2 separate regions of the Capra hircus genome follow, and region 2 is linked to region 1. Evidence: chromatin contacts called from public Hi-C data. All regions are on one chromosome and are shown on one strand. The core of a region is the stretch at or near the end of the contact, and the rest is flanking DNA. Distances in the headings are between cores, read along the strand shown. Region 1 holds the start of LYSMD3 (lysM and putative peptidoglycan-binding domain-containing protein 3). Region 2 holds the start of CETN3 (centrin-3).

Evidence for each region. A called contact is a pair of places that touch in the nucleus more often than the background predicts.
Region 2: a Hi-C map of blood shows a contact between it and region 1, with 1.9 times the contacts expected there. The contact joins the promoter of CETN3 here to the promoter of LYSMD3 in region 1. A contact is called at or near these places in 2 of 5 Hi-C or Micro-C datasets (blood and liver).

Annotation. Positions count from the first base shown.
Region 1 is chr7:20,440,180-20,446,838 of ARS1.2, forward strand. LYSMD3 (lysM and putative peptidoglycan-binding domain-containing protein 3) reads left to right here and starts at 3,958. Exons shown (of 3, transcript XM_018050045.1): 1 at 3,958-4,184.
Region 2 is chr7:20,569,725-20,576,383 of ARS1.2, forward strand. It overlaps CETN3 (centrin-3), which reads left to right and starts at 3,434. Exons shown (of 5, transcript XM_005683427.3): 1 at 3,434-3,592; 2 at 5,569-5,704. The coding sequence starts at 3,576.

The DNA.
Region 1 (6,659 bases), core at 2,708-5,207:
CCCTATGGACTATAGCTGGACAGGCCCCTCTGTCCTTGGAATTTTCCAGGCAATTCTCCAGGAGTGGGTAGCCATTCCCTTCTCCAGGGGATCTTCTTAACCCAGGGATCAAACCTGGGTTTCCCGCATTCTTTACTGTCTGAGCCAGCAGGGAGCCCTTGATTATGACAATCACTCTGCTTTAGAATCAGAGGAGGAACAGCAGCTAGGGAGTTCATCTGGCTTACCTCTAGTGGAACATATATCTAAACCACACAGTCTGTTTTTTTAAAGACTTCTGGAGAAGAGACACAATAATTTTTTTCTACATATAGATTGTTTGAAGATCAGAGATGAGGGGAGTTTTTAGGTCTCATCGCAATCCAGTTTTAAAGTCCTTTAAGTATTTCCTTGGTGTACTACAGTCTTTGCTTCTAGAAAGTAGAATGAGAAGGAACAGCTGATAAAAGGATACAAGGAGTAGAGAGTCAAAAAGCAGGGTTGAAAGAAATCTGGCAAAGGGAAATAAAGAAGAAATATAAAAACAATTAAATGTTCCATTCCTCTTTTGTCTTTTCATTCCAAGGGACTTGATTTGGTTCTATTTTTATAGATACTCACTACTTGAATACAAAGCACAAAGAGACTCAGGAATGATTAAGCGGTTCATGGTTGACTACTGGCTAACTGTGGATAAAACAAGTCCAGTTATTCAACAAGACAACGCAGGCTTCCCTGGTGGGTCAGTGGTAAAGAATCCACCTGCCAATGCAAGAAGATCCCACATGCCACAGAGCAATTAAGCCCTTGTGCCACAACTATCAGGCCTATGTTCTAGAGCCCAGGAAACACAGATACTGAAGCCTGCATACCCTAAGTGCTCAGCAAGAAGAGAAGGCACCACCATGAGAGGCCCACACACTGCATCTAGAGAGTAGCCTCCACTTGCTGCAACTAGAGAAAATCCCACAAAGCAACAAAGACCCGGCAAGCACAGCCTATTAAAAAAAAAAGTCTTCAACCTTAATATTTTTCAATAATAATAAAAGCACATGGTAATAAAAATTCAGTCTATGTAGAGAGGTCTAAGAAGAAAAGGCAAAGGTTTCCACCACATCTAGTCCTTTCAACCACTGTTAAATATTTCTTTAGTAATTTTCTAGAAAGAAAAATTAAACACACTTTCCTGTACAGATATATGAACGTGTGTGCGTGTGAGAGTGGGGAGGGTGAGGGGTGTGCATTTAAAATTTTATTCCATATGTGGTCATAATGACAATGGTGTAATGACAATATTAAGATTCAGATGTAAGTGGACATCTTGTGAGAATACCCAGGAGGTTTTTGGAGATGCCTCCATCCTACCTCCCCCCAATTTCTTAGAGTACAGCCATCAAATTAGAAACAGGAATCACAGTCCAGCTCCAATATAAGAGAAGTCAAGAACAATCCAAGCTCATGAGGGAGGGGATATATGTATACTTATGGCTGATTCATGTTGTTGTAGAGCAGAAACCAATACAATATTGTAAAACAATTATCCTCCAATTAAAATTTTTTTAAAAAAGCCATAACTTATGGAATAAAAAAAGAACAACTTGGTCCTATTAAAAGTCATAAAATAGTAAAAAATAAATAAATAAATAAATAAAATAAAATTTTATTCCAAAGCAGTGACATCACACATTCTATGTGGCATCTTACTTATTTTTCTCTTTAAAATACATTTTGGAGAACTCTCTTTCCATGTGCCTAGTTATGGAAGCCCCATGAATAAGGAAAATTTGGCTTTTTAAGCATTGTATCCCCAATGCCTACAACAAAGCTTTCACAATTAGTTCTTCTCCAGAAAAAGCATGTTAGGTAATTAAATTAATAAATCAGAAAATACTAAAAACAACTTCATTGCTTTGAGCAAAGGCATAATATTGCATTATTTAAAAGTACCAGAAGTTTTCAGTCTGTTATTGATGAACATTTAACATATTTTCAGATTTTTGGCTATTACTGTAATAAACATTCCTGAAAATACCTGTTATATCTTATACATGTTTATCTGTTTACAAGTGAATCCAAGGTAATTACTTTGCAATGTAATAATTCAGTCATTTTCATTTTTAACTTTGATATTTCCAAGTAACACTCTTAACTGGTTGCATCAATTTACACTCTTATTAAAATACAGTTTTTATTCTGGGACATACCACAAAACCTAAATGTTTAACAGAAATACACATTCCTAGAAACTACATATTTTTTTTGTCTACAGCCTTTGCTTGAAAACTGTCAGAGATCTAAAAAACTGAAAATCCTTTTAGCCTTGCTCAATACTAGGGACATCCTTTTCCTCAGACAAAGTATTTGTTCCTACTGGCCAGTTTTTTGGAACTTGGCCAAACTTCATGGCTAACTGCCTCCTTTGTATATTTTTATAATAAAATATAATTCTATTATTGTCTTTTTGTAAAAAGTTCAGTAACTGCACCTTTGTGAAATATAAATAATGGTTCAAGAGCATGCACATATCACTGAGAAAGTATTTATACAAAGGGAATAGGTAGCAGTCCTGTAGAAGCGCTTGAAATTCTATCTCTTGGACTTTCACATGGATTCCACTGCCTATTGACATTAAAATAAGAAAAGAAACCTATATGCAGAAAGAAGGTTGTATTCACATTAACATTCATGAAGGCTGAGCTGTTTGAGTCCTACACATCAAGTAGGGGAAATATCCTTTGTCTACTGATGAGAAAATGTCTCAGTGATAAATGGTTACAGACAGGGGTGTCAGAAGGGCAACAGCACACAGAACAGCTCCGACAAACTTAAAAAACAATTTTTTTTTTAAGTCTTCTACTCCAGTTCTTTTTGTTGCATTGTGGAGCACAGCGCCTATCTTCAGAAATAAAAGAAAAAAGATTGCAATGCAGAATTCCTAACCTTTACTGAGGCACTTCCCAGAAAACAGAAAACATAATCTTTGAAAATAATTTAAAACAAAGCTTCGAAGACTTCAGGATGCATAAATATTCAGACATTCCTCAAAGAAGCAGACTGCACCCTGCCTGTTTGGGTCTAAAATTTTTATTGTCATAAGAACAGACTGGTCGTCAAAATGTAAAGTCTAACGTCAACACTGGGAGACATTACGCACATCATTAAAAACGCTTTACACTTATTAACATAAATTCAAACACGTTATCACACTCATTCAGTAAATTTCTGAGAAGCACCATGTATGATGTCATGAGTTTGTCATTTAACAAACTAAAATCTTATTGACTTTCAGTTAATTTTCAAAACAAATTAAGTTGCAATTTGTAAATAGCCTTGTCTCATTGAGAAAAGGAAGCCTGAAAACCCCGGGCTCGAGGGCAAACATTTTCTGGGGCCTAACTCTAGGTGGCTCACTTTCCTCATCTAAGAATATAAAGGCTGAGACAATTGTCCTCTGCCGCCCAAGGGTTTCTTCCCTTCAGTATTTTGTCTTCTCTGCAGGAATCGAGAGGATTCAGTACGAAGAGCAAGAAGCATGGAATAATTTAAAACATGGATGTCAATACTATGCTTCCGGGCGTCCTTCCTCACATCACACAAGCCTTCAGAGGCAAAGAGGAAATGCACAGCAGCCCCGGACAAACCCTCACAAACCCTCAGTATCGTCCCCCTCAGTGTTTTCCAGCCGGTCTTTGCCAACGCTGTGCGAAAGAAACAGAACGCTACACGAGGTCAGCCCAAATAGCTCGATTAGCCTGCGGACTTGGCCCCGAACCTTTTATGTACTGGGGAAAATGAAGGGGCGGGGCAGAAGGGGAGGGGTAAGGGGCGGGGCTGGCGTCAGGGGCGGGGCTGGAACCCGCAGCCGACACCCGGGATACGGCGGAATCCCTGCGCCTGCGCGTCCCCGTCGGCCTGTGGTGAGAGAGTCCCGGGTTCTTGGGCGCGCCCTCGCGCCCCCGCCCTCCGCCTCCTCCCGGTCCCTTCCCACCTCCGCCCACTTGACGCGATGACGCACGGCAGGTTTGCGGACGTGGCGGCGGCGCACGGCACGAAAGGCGGAGACGTTGGTGGCGGCGGCAGCGGCGACGAGGGTGGAGGAGGACAGGGGCAGTCAGAGACTGAGGCTCGGCCATGAACTGGCCCGGGACGGCGGCGGCGGACCTGGTGGCCGTCTCCTCGTTGAGTCCCCCCTGCTAACGGGACAGGTAAAGATGGCGGCCAGAGGTGGGTGCGGGGGTGGGGGTGGCCGAGTCCGGCCGGCGGCGTTGGGGCCCCGACTGCCCTTTCGCTGGAGGCGGCGCGGACCCAGCGGCCGCAGATGTGGCGGGCCGGGTGTCGGGGGCTCGGACCCCGGCCCCGCTTGGAAGAGACTCCGAGGCAGCGGAAACCTTCGAGACCAGCTCCACCAAAGCCCCCTGATACACTCTCGGGGAAACTGAGGCTCAGAGGAAAGGCTCCTCCCTGCCCGAATTCCGGAGCAGAGCGTTTCCCGACTAGACACGCTACCTTTCTCCCACAACGTCGTGTTTGTGTTGGATATTCATTGACAGCATCTGGTACGCTTCGTCCCAAGTGCGATGACAACATAGGGATCTGAGGTTTAATCATCGCTAGGTGTAACAGAGAAAAAAAACTAGACGTGTGGAAAGGAGGAGGGGGGAAGTTAAGTTTTTAGAAACTCGATTGGCCCTGAGAAAACAGTCTCTCTGATACTGTCCCAGTGCTGAAGTAGCTTGAGACCTGTGGCCGTTTTATTGCTACTTGCTTAAGGAACGTCAAAGCGAAAACACCCAACAGCATTTATAGAGCACGCAGGCATTTGGGGAAATAATTTTCAGTTACCGAGTGAGCTGATGCGTGCTTTAACATGGGGTCCATTGGGGTACTTTTTTGCCAATTCTTACAATCTACGTAGCATGCAGGCTTGTTTCAGTTTCTGAAGGAGGCACTTGTGTTTTCTGTCCTGCCTTAAGAGAATTATAACAGGTGGAGCGAATTGAGCCAGATGACTTCACTACTGTGTAGTTTGTAATCTTTTATATAGTTGGCTCAGATAATTATATGCCAGGGCCAGAGTCTAGCTTTTCATATCAATTAGGGACACAACCAACTCTTGATTATTCAGAAACAAACTATCCAGTTTGTGGTATTCTACTGCCTGCGTTACTTCAGTACAAGTGGAGTGAAGAGATCGTGAGACCCAGATACTGTTTCTCAGTGTATCATGGAGTCGCTGCTGCTAAGTCGCTTCAGTCGTGTCCAACTCTCTGTGACCCTATGGACTGTAGCCTGCCAGGCTCCTCCGTGCCTGGGATTCTCCAGACAAGAACACCAGAGTGGGTTGCCATGCCCTCTTCCTGGGAATCTTCCTGACCAATGGATCGAACCTGCATCTCTTTGGTCTTCGGCTTTGGCAGACAAGTTCTTTACCACTGGCGCCGCCTGTGTAGCACATATATGGAGAGACGTTTATAATAGTATCTAAAATGGCTTTTGTGCCTTGCTCAGTGAATTTCAGCGGTACTAAGCTACTTTGGGATTCTAAGAACAAATTATCAGACTTTTTCATCTAAAGTTGGCAGCATAACTGAGTTAGTATAGCCAAGTGTAAATCGCTGTATATTAAGTGGTTCATAACTTGTAAAACTTTTTGAGAATATGAAAACAATGAATATTATCCCCAGAAAAGTGTGCATATGTATAAAATTTTGCCTAGGAATCCACAGTATTCACAGATATTTCCTAAAGACAGTATTGAAAGACTGTTAAAAAGCGGAAATAAAACTATTATGTGGTTTAGGTGAAGGTGAGATACTTTCAGCTTCTTTGAGAACAAAATAAAAATAAAGCATCCTTAATTTATTGTATTAAAACAAGTTTCATCTTTAACCTTGTTAGAGTTGTCACTTGTTAGAATTCCTTGAAGGAACAGATGTGATTTTAAAACTGCTTTTGAGATGTAAAATGTGGGTAGCTTTCTTCAGTTTGGTGGCTGCTGAGTTAGGAGTTCCAGTTTATGGTAGTATAATGTAGCTCTTGGGGGAACAGGTGAAATTATCGACTTAATATGTAGCTATTAGTCACTTATTGAGTAGAAACTTTTGAATTTTTAAAGCATTACCGTGTTGCCATAGAGCAGGGTCAGAAACTGATTTTCTGGGGTTGGATTCAATGATATGAAATAGTTTCCCAAATTTTCTAAGTATGTCCCAACATAGTAGATGATCTATTGTGTATATTACAAATTCAGATTTCTGGAGTTGGTCTTTTCTGATTTTTTTTTTTTCTTTTCCACCTGGTGCTTGTCCATAGTATTCACAACTGCCTTTGGGAAATCATTTAGTCTTGGCTTTCATTGCACAGCATTTTCATGATTTCCTCCTCCTCTGATTACTTCTTTTCCATTTTTGCAGGCTGATCTTCCTTCATCTAGATACTAAATGTAGCAGTTCTCCAAGGGTCCATTTTCATGATTTCCTCCCCCTCTGATTACTTCTTTTCCATTTTTGCAGGCTGATCTTCCTTCATCTAGATACTAAATGTAGCAGTTCTCCAAGGGTCCACATTGGACCCACTTTTCTTATTCTGCGCTCTCTCTAGGTAATCTCATCTATACAGGTTCAGTTGCCACCTATGTGCAGATGAGTCATGAAATTATGTCACTCACACCTTTCTGAATT
Region 2 (6,659 bases), core at 2,184-4,683, 130 kb after region 1:
AAACCATTTTATTTACTTTTGGCTCTGCTCTGGCTCATCATGGGCCTCCCTGGTGGCTCAGAGGGTACAGCATCTGCCTGCAATGTGGCAGACCTGGGTTTGATTCCCTGGAGAAGGAAATGGCAACCCACTCCAGTACTCTTGCCTGGAAAATTCCCTGGACGGAGGAGCCTGGTAAGCTACAGTCCATGGAATCGCAGAGTCGCACACGACTGAGCAACTTTCTCTTCTGGCTTATCATGGAGCATGCATTCACTGACTTTAAACACTTTTAAGATGCTAAGGGTTGCGCTCTCTTCAAAAATTAAGCTAAGAAGCTCTCCATCATGCTTTAGATTTAAAGCGCAAGAATAAGCTTTTCAGGAATTTTTAAAACTCACCCATAAATCTGAGTAGGCTGGATGCCTTTTTGTTTTGTGATACAGAGCTTTGCATAATTTTAAAGTCTTGTCTATAGCTTCAGTTTTCTACCTTTTTTGAGTCCTTATTTTTTTTTTCCCTGAAAAGTGACTATTTCATTTTAGTGTTAATATTTATTGGCAGAAGGAAGTTGTATAAAGTATTTTAATAATTTTTGAAATTCTCTTTTAAACTGTCAACTTTATTAGCGGCAATATTCCCTTTTTTGTTACAATTCCCTAATTCTGTCCATTTTATTGCTATTGCCAAAAACCAGTTTATTACTAGATTATGAGATTATTTATCAATTACTTTCACAATTTTCTTCTAAAAACCTATTTTCTTTTCTTGTTTTATCTTTAGTAATTTCTTCTTCCTAATTTCAATTAGTTAATTTTGTTCATTTCTAAAATATTCAGATTAATGTTGGTTTACTTTTATTCTTATTTAATAGTAAAATAACCTTGTTCTATAGTTTGGTCTGTATCTTACCATTTTAATATAGTTTTCCATTGTCATCACTGTCTAGTATGTAATCGCAGTTTTACTGTCCTTTCAGACTCAAAGGTGATTTATACTTTAAAATTTAGAGTTTTTTAGTTCTGTTATTTTTTGGGGGGGCTATCCTGTAGCTATAATTCTTAGCTTTACTTCATTATACCATCTCTGACTTTTTGCAACACTCATGGACTGTGACCTGCCAGGCTCCTCTGTCCATGGAAATCTCCAGGCAAGAATACTGGAGTGGGTTGCCATTTCCTACTCCAGGGGATATTCCCCACCAAGGGATCCAACTCAGGTCTCCTGCGTTATAGGCGGATGCTTTACTGTCTGAGCTATTATACCATCTTTCAGTTTAGTTCAGTTCAGTCACTCAGTCGTGTCTGATTCTTTGCGACCCCATGGACTGCAGCACACCAGGCCTTCCTGTCCATCACCAGCTCCTGGAGTTTACTCAAACTCATGTCCATTGAGTCGGTGATGCCATCCAACCATCTCATCCTCTGTCATCCCTTTCTCCTCCTGCCTTCAATCTTTCCCAGCATCAGGGTCTTTTCAAACGAGTCAGTTCTTCACATCAGGTGGCCAAAGTATTGGAGTTTCAGCTTCAGTATCAGTCCTTGCAATGAATATTCAGGACTGATCTCCTTTAGGATGGACTGATTGGATCTGCTTGCTGTCCAAGGGACTCTCAAGAGTCTTCTCCAACACCACAGTTCAAAAGCACCAATTCTTCGGCTCTCAGTTTTCTTTATAGTCCAACTCTCACATCCATTCATGACTACTGGAAAAACCATAGCCTTGACTAGACAGACCTTTGTTGACAAAGTAATGTCTCTGCTTCTTAATATGCTGTCTAGGTTGGTCATAACTTTCCTTCCAAGGAGCAAGTGTCTTTTAATTTCATAGCTGCAGTCACCATCTGCAGTGATTTTGGAGCCCAGTAAAATAAAGTCAGCCACTGTTTCCATTGTTTCCCCATCTATTTGCCACAAAGTGATGGGACTAGATGCCATGATCATAGTTTTCTGAATGCTGAGCTTTAAGCCAACTTTTTCACTCTCTTCTTTCACTTTCATCCGAGGCTTTTTAGTTCCTCTTCACTTTCTGCCATAAGGGTTGTGTCATCATTGTATCTGAGGTTATTGATATGTCTTCTGGCAATCTTGATTCCAGCTTGTGTTTCATCCAGACCAGTGTTTCTCATGATGTACTCTGCATATAAGTTAAATAAGTCAGGTGACAATATACAGCCTTGACGTACTCCTTTCCTGATTTGGTACCAGTCTGTTGCTTCTTGACCTGCATACAGATTTCTTAGGAGGCAGGTTAGGTGGTCTGGTATTTCCATCTCTTTCAGAATTTTCTACAGTTTGTTGTGATCTGAAAGTCAAAGGCTTTCGCATAGTCAATAAAGTGGAAGTGGATGTTTTTACCATCTTTACTTACCCAAATTTAGCTCATCCTTCTAGGCTTAACATATATGCCATCTCCTTCAAGAAGTCTTTCTTATACCTTCTGTGTTCGCTCTCTTCTCTAAACGTGTACATGTATCTCTTTATATTTATGCCACAGTTTTATATATTAATATCTTCCCTCTTCTGTTACTGGACACCTACTCTCTGGCTATTTCATTCCTTTTTGAGATTTGCAGTTTAGCTCAGTACTTTGTGATTTTTCACAGCAAGATTCCATTTAATGCCACAAATATCTACGGAGCAGAGGCATCAGACATTTACAACGAATCATACATTGTTTTAGGCACTAGGAATAGTGTTAAATGAAGGATATAAGCCTTTTAAGATTAGTAGGAGAGACGAACAGGTAAAGATATTAAATGTCCAAGTGAGCTTTAAGAGACTTCGTTTGGTGGTGAAGATAACATCATGAGTATAAGCAGCTTACAGCACTCGAAAATAAAGGACAAAAACGAACAAACCCGTTCAAAGGAGGAATAGGGGAGCAAATGGCCCTTTAGGTACAGCTTCAACCTTAAATAGCCTAATAATCCAACTCAGTGATTATCAAAATATAATCCGCAGTATCTGCTTCAGAATCATTTGAAGTTTGTATAAAAAAATGCAGATTTACACCTACTAGAAATTAGAATGAGTGATATTTAAATCTGCGTTTTAAACACACTCCCCATGTACTCAAAAATGTACAATACAGTAGAGTCAAGTTTCGCAGACACAGTTCGAAAGCCGCTCACTCCTTCTAGCCGGAGGAGAGTCTGCGGCGTATCTCATCCCTTCCCTTTCCACCGGGTCTCCGGACACTGGGCCACACGCCACAGCCTTTCTGGTCAGAGGCATAGCTCGCCACCTCCCACCTGAGTCCTAGCTTCTCTAGGATTGGGGTGGGGCGTGGGGGTGGGGCGGAAAGCAACAGGCCAATCTAAAGGGGGAGAGGCGTAGCAGGGCATGCCGGCAGGGAGATCTATTTGATTGACGTGAAATATGGCCAATGAGAGCAGAGGACAAGTGACGCTTTCGCCTCAATGGGCAGGACGCTAGCGACTTCAACCAATCCCGCTCAGGAGTGTTTTGCTTTGTGGGAGGTTTTTGAGACCGCTGAGGGTCGTTGGCGTCTGTCGAACGGCTTGTGGAAGTCTTGCTGCTTTGGGTAGGGGGTTAAATTCGTTCTCGAGAGGAACGTCTCAGTCCGAAGAGAAAATGAGTTTAGCTCTGAGGTCGGTAATGAGGAGACGGCAGATGCACTCCACACCTCGCAGCGGGCCCCAGGGCGGTTGTGTGTGTAAGGGAAACAGCTGGGGGCCGAAGCGAGGAAGGGAATGCAGTTTGGGACGAGGGACGGGATCCTTGGTCAACGTTCCCGGGCCCAGACCCCTCCCCTTGGGGGCCCTGGTGAGCTCTGCACTTTAGCTGAGGCGGTCATTTCTGTCAGGGCACTGGCTTTAGACCGCCAAAAAGCCGGGCTGTGGTAATCTTGAGGAGGCAGGGAAATATCGCGAGGTTTCAATGCGCGGTGTTTATGCGAGAAACCGGGAAACCAGGCCTTGGAACATCCCTTGGTTCAGTGCCTTGTCCACGGCTTCCACCTCGGCCGACTTTCTGCTAACATGCGTGCTCAGTCGTTTCAGTCGTGTCAGACTCTTTGTGACCCTATGGGCTGTAGCCCGCCAGGCTCCTCTGGGTGTGGGTTTCTTCAGGCAAGAGTACTGGAGAGGATTGCCCTGCCTTCCTCCAGGGGATCTTCCAAACCTGCGTCTCCTGCATTGCAGGTATATTCTTTATCCACTGAGCCACCTGGGAAGCCCCCTACTAATATATTTACCCGTAAATTTTGGAAACAACGCAAAGCCTCTCCTCTTTCTCCTGGGGCCCTGCAAAAGGGTATAATCAGAGGCCCCTTTTAGTGATTTTAGTTGGTAATCTCTTAGCTTTCCTAAATTTTTTGATTTTACCTTTCATTCATTTCCAACCTCTAACCCACTGTTTGTTGCTCCCTCTCCCAACCACAACTAGAATTTTACCTTAAAAGTGTTTATGTAGTTACACTTCAGTAAAAAGGAGGCGAGTTCTGAAGAGGGAATGAAGTCTACTGTCGGTGGGTTGTGAGCTTTTGTCTGGTCGGAATCTTGGGAAGAGAATAACCCCCGGAGTTTCCAAGTTTTTGTGAATTCAGGTCTCTTGTGAAAGAAAGAGCTTTATCATAACCTCATTTGGTCATTTTCTAGTCATCTCTTGCCTTTTTAGAGTAGATTGCACAGAATTAAAGCAAAGTCAACTGGTTTTCACATTTTTAAAGTTTATAGAATTCTTGTTTCAAAGCTTGTACAAGTGTTGTAAGCCCCATTTGAAAATTTGAAATGCTTATATTGGCACCTCTTAAGGAATACATTTCTAGTTTTTAGAGTAAATTACGTTTTTTACTTTAAGTTTTTTCACAGTTTGTGACAAACTGTCTAGATGTACATGCTGAGATTTATGAGACAGTTGACTCTTCACATATATAAATAAAATACCACAAATATTAAGTACTTTTTTGGTGTTTGATATTCGTGGTATGCTTACGTTCATTATTTTGGCTGATTTGTTAATATCAATGGGAGAAATTACAAAAAAGTGCCAAACAGTTTAAAATGTGTAGTCTAAAAATACTAACCAGTGCCAAAATAGTTTGTAAATTAATTGATGAATTAGATTTTTTGGCAATAATTTTGATAATTCTAAGCACTATAAAAGTAAACCTAATATATAGAGATCAACAATTGTGAATTGAATTCTTATTTTTTAAAACAGTCTGTATTGTAGAATGATGAGAATAAGTATGGGTGTTTTGTTTTTTGTTGGGGTTTCTGACAGAACTGTTTCTTTTTCACAGTTCTTGTTTCTTCCACAGTAATATTAGTGGGAATGAATACAAAGCTAGGAAGAAGGAAAAGCTAGGTCCTCATTTCTTTTAATAACCTTTTAAAACTGTAAAACTTTTCAGTTTTAGGGAGGTACAAATTTAAAGCAGCTTAGACAATGGATTGAGCAGGGCTTTGATTCATGTAAGGAAATTTTTTATAAAATACTTTTTAGAAGTTTAAAACATTCATTGGCTAATTTTTTTGTTGCATTTTTGGAATTTTATCATTTAGAAGCATATGACAATAGGATTAAAGTGGACTAAATAGACTTTTTTCTTATCATTCCATAGAAATGACCTTGTAGTAGACAAAACAAAGAGGAAAAAAAGAAGAGAACTCTCTGAAGAACAGAAACAAGAAATTAAAGATGCTTTTGAACTATTTGACACAGACAAAGATGAAGCAATAGATTATCATGAATTAAAGGTAATACACTTAAAATGTATCTTTTCTATTAAAATATTTTGCATTTTTGTCCACTGATTAAAAATGCATTTCTAAATATTTTAATTGAACTGGTTTTGGAAATGTAAACCACTTTAAACTTTTACTGTTAAGCTAAGCTAAGTCACTTCAGTCGTGTCCGACTCTGTGCGACCCCATAGACGGCAGCCCACCAGGCTCCCCCATCCCTGGGATTCTCCAGGCAAGAACACTGGAGTGGGTTGTCATTTCCTTCTCCAATGCATGAAAGTGAAAAGTGAAAGTGAAGTTGCTCAGTCGCGTCCGACTCTTAGCAACCCCATGAACTGTAGCTCACCAGGCTCCTCCATCCATGGGATTTTCCAGGCAAGAGTACTGGAGTGGGGTGCCATTGCCTTCTCTGAAAGTTGAGTAGTACTTGTATCTGTTTAGAAACTCCTTTTCACATGGTAAAATGAATAATATTTTAAATGTAAAAATATATTCCTATAGAGGGGCTTATTTTTCATTCACATAATTAAAATATTTGAAACTGAAGGATTTAAACAGTCTAACCATATTCCTCTTCCTGTTGTATGTTTTTTTTGTTTTTTTTTATGACTCATTCATTTCTCAGATTGAGGCAGTGTTATTTGTTTTCTAATTTAAACATGTTAGTAACAGTCTCAACCTATTTTCTCTTATTCAAATGATATAAGTGGTGTCTGATGTTGATGCAGTGCTAATGGGGAAAAATATCAGTTTTAAGTTTTAGAATTTTTTATAAATAATCAAGGGGAAATTGGTGTTTAAGATAGTTTGGATCTTAAACTCAGCACAGTGAGTGAGGTAGCATCCTTGTGGCTCTTTAGCTTACTTTCCCTCTGGTTTAGTTACCTAGCTTTGATCAGTTCTTCCTTTATAATGGGCTTCCTTTGTGGCTCAGCTGGTAAAGAATCTGCCTGCAATGCTGGAGACC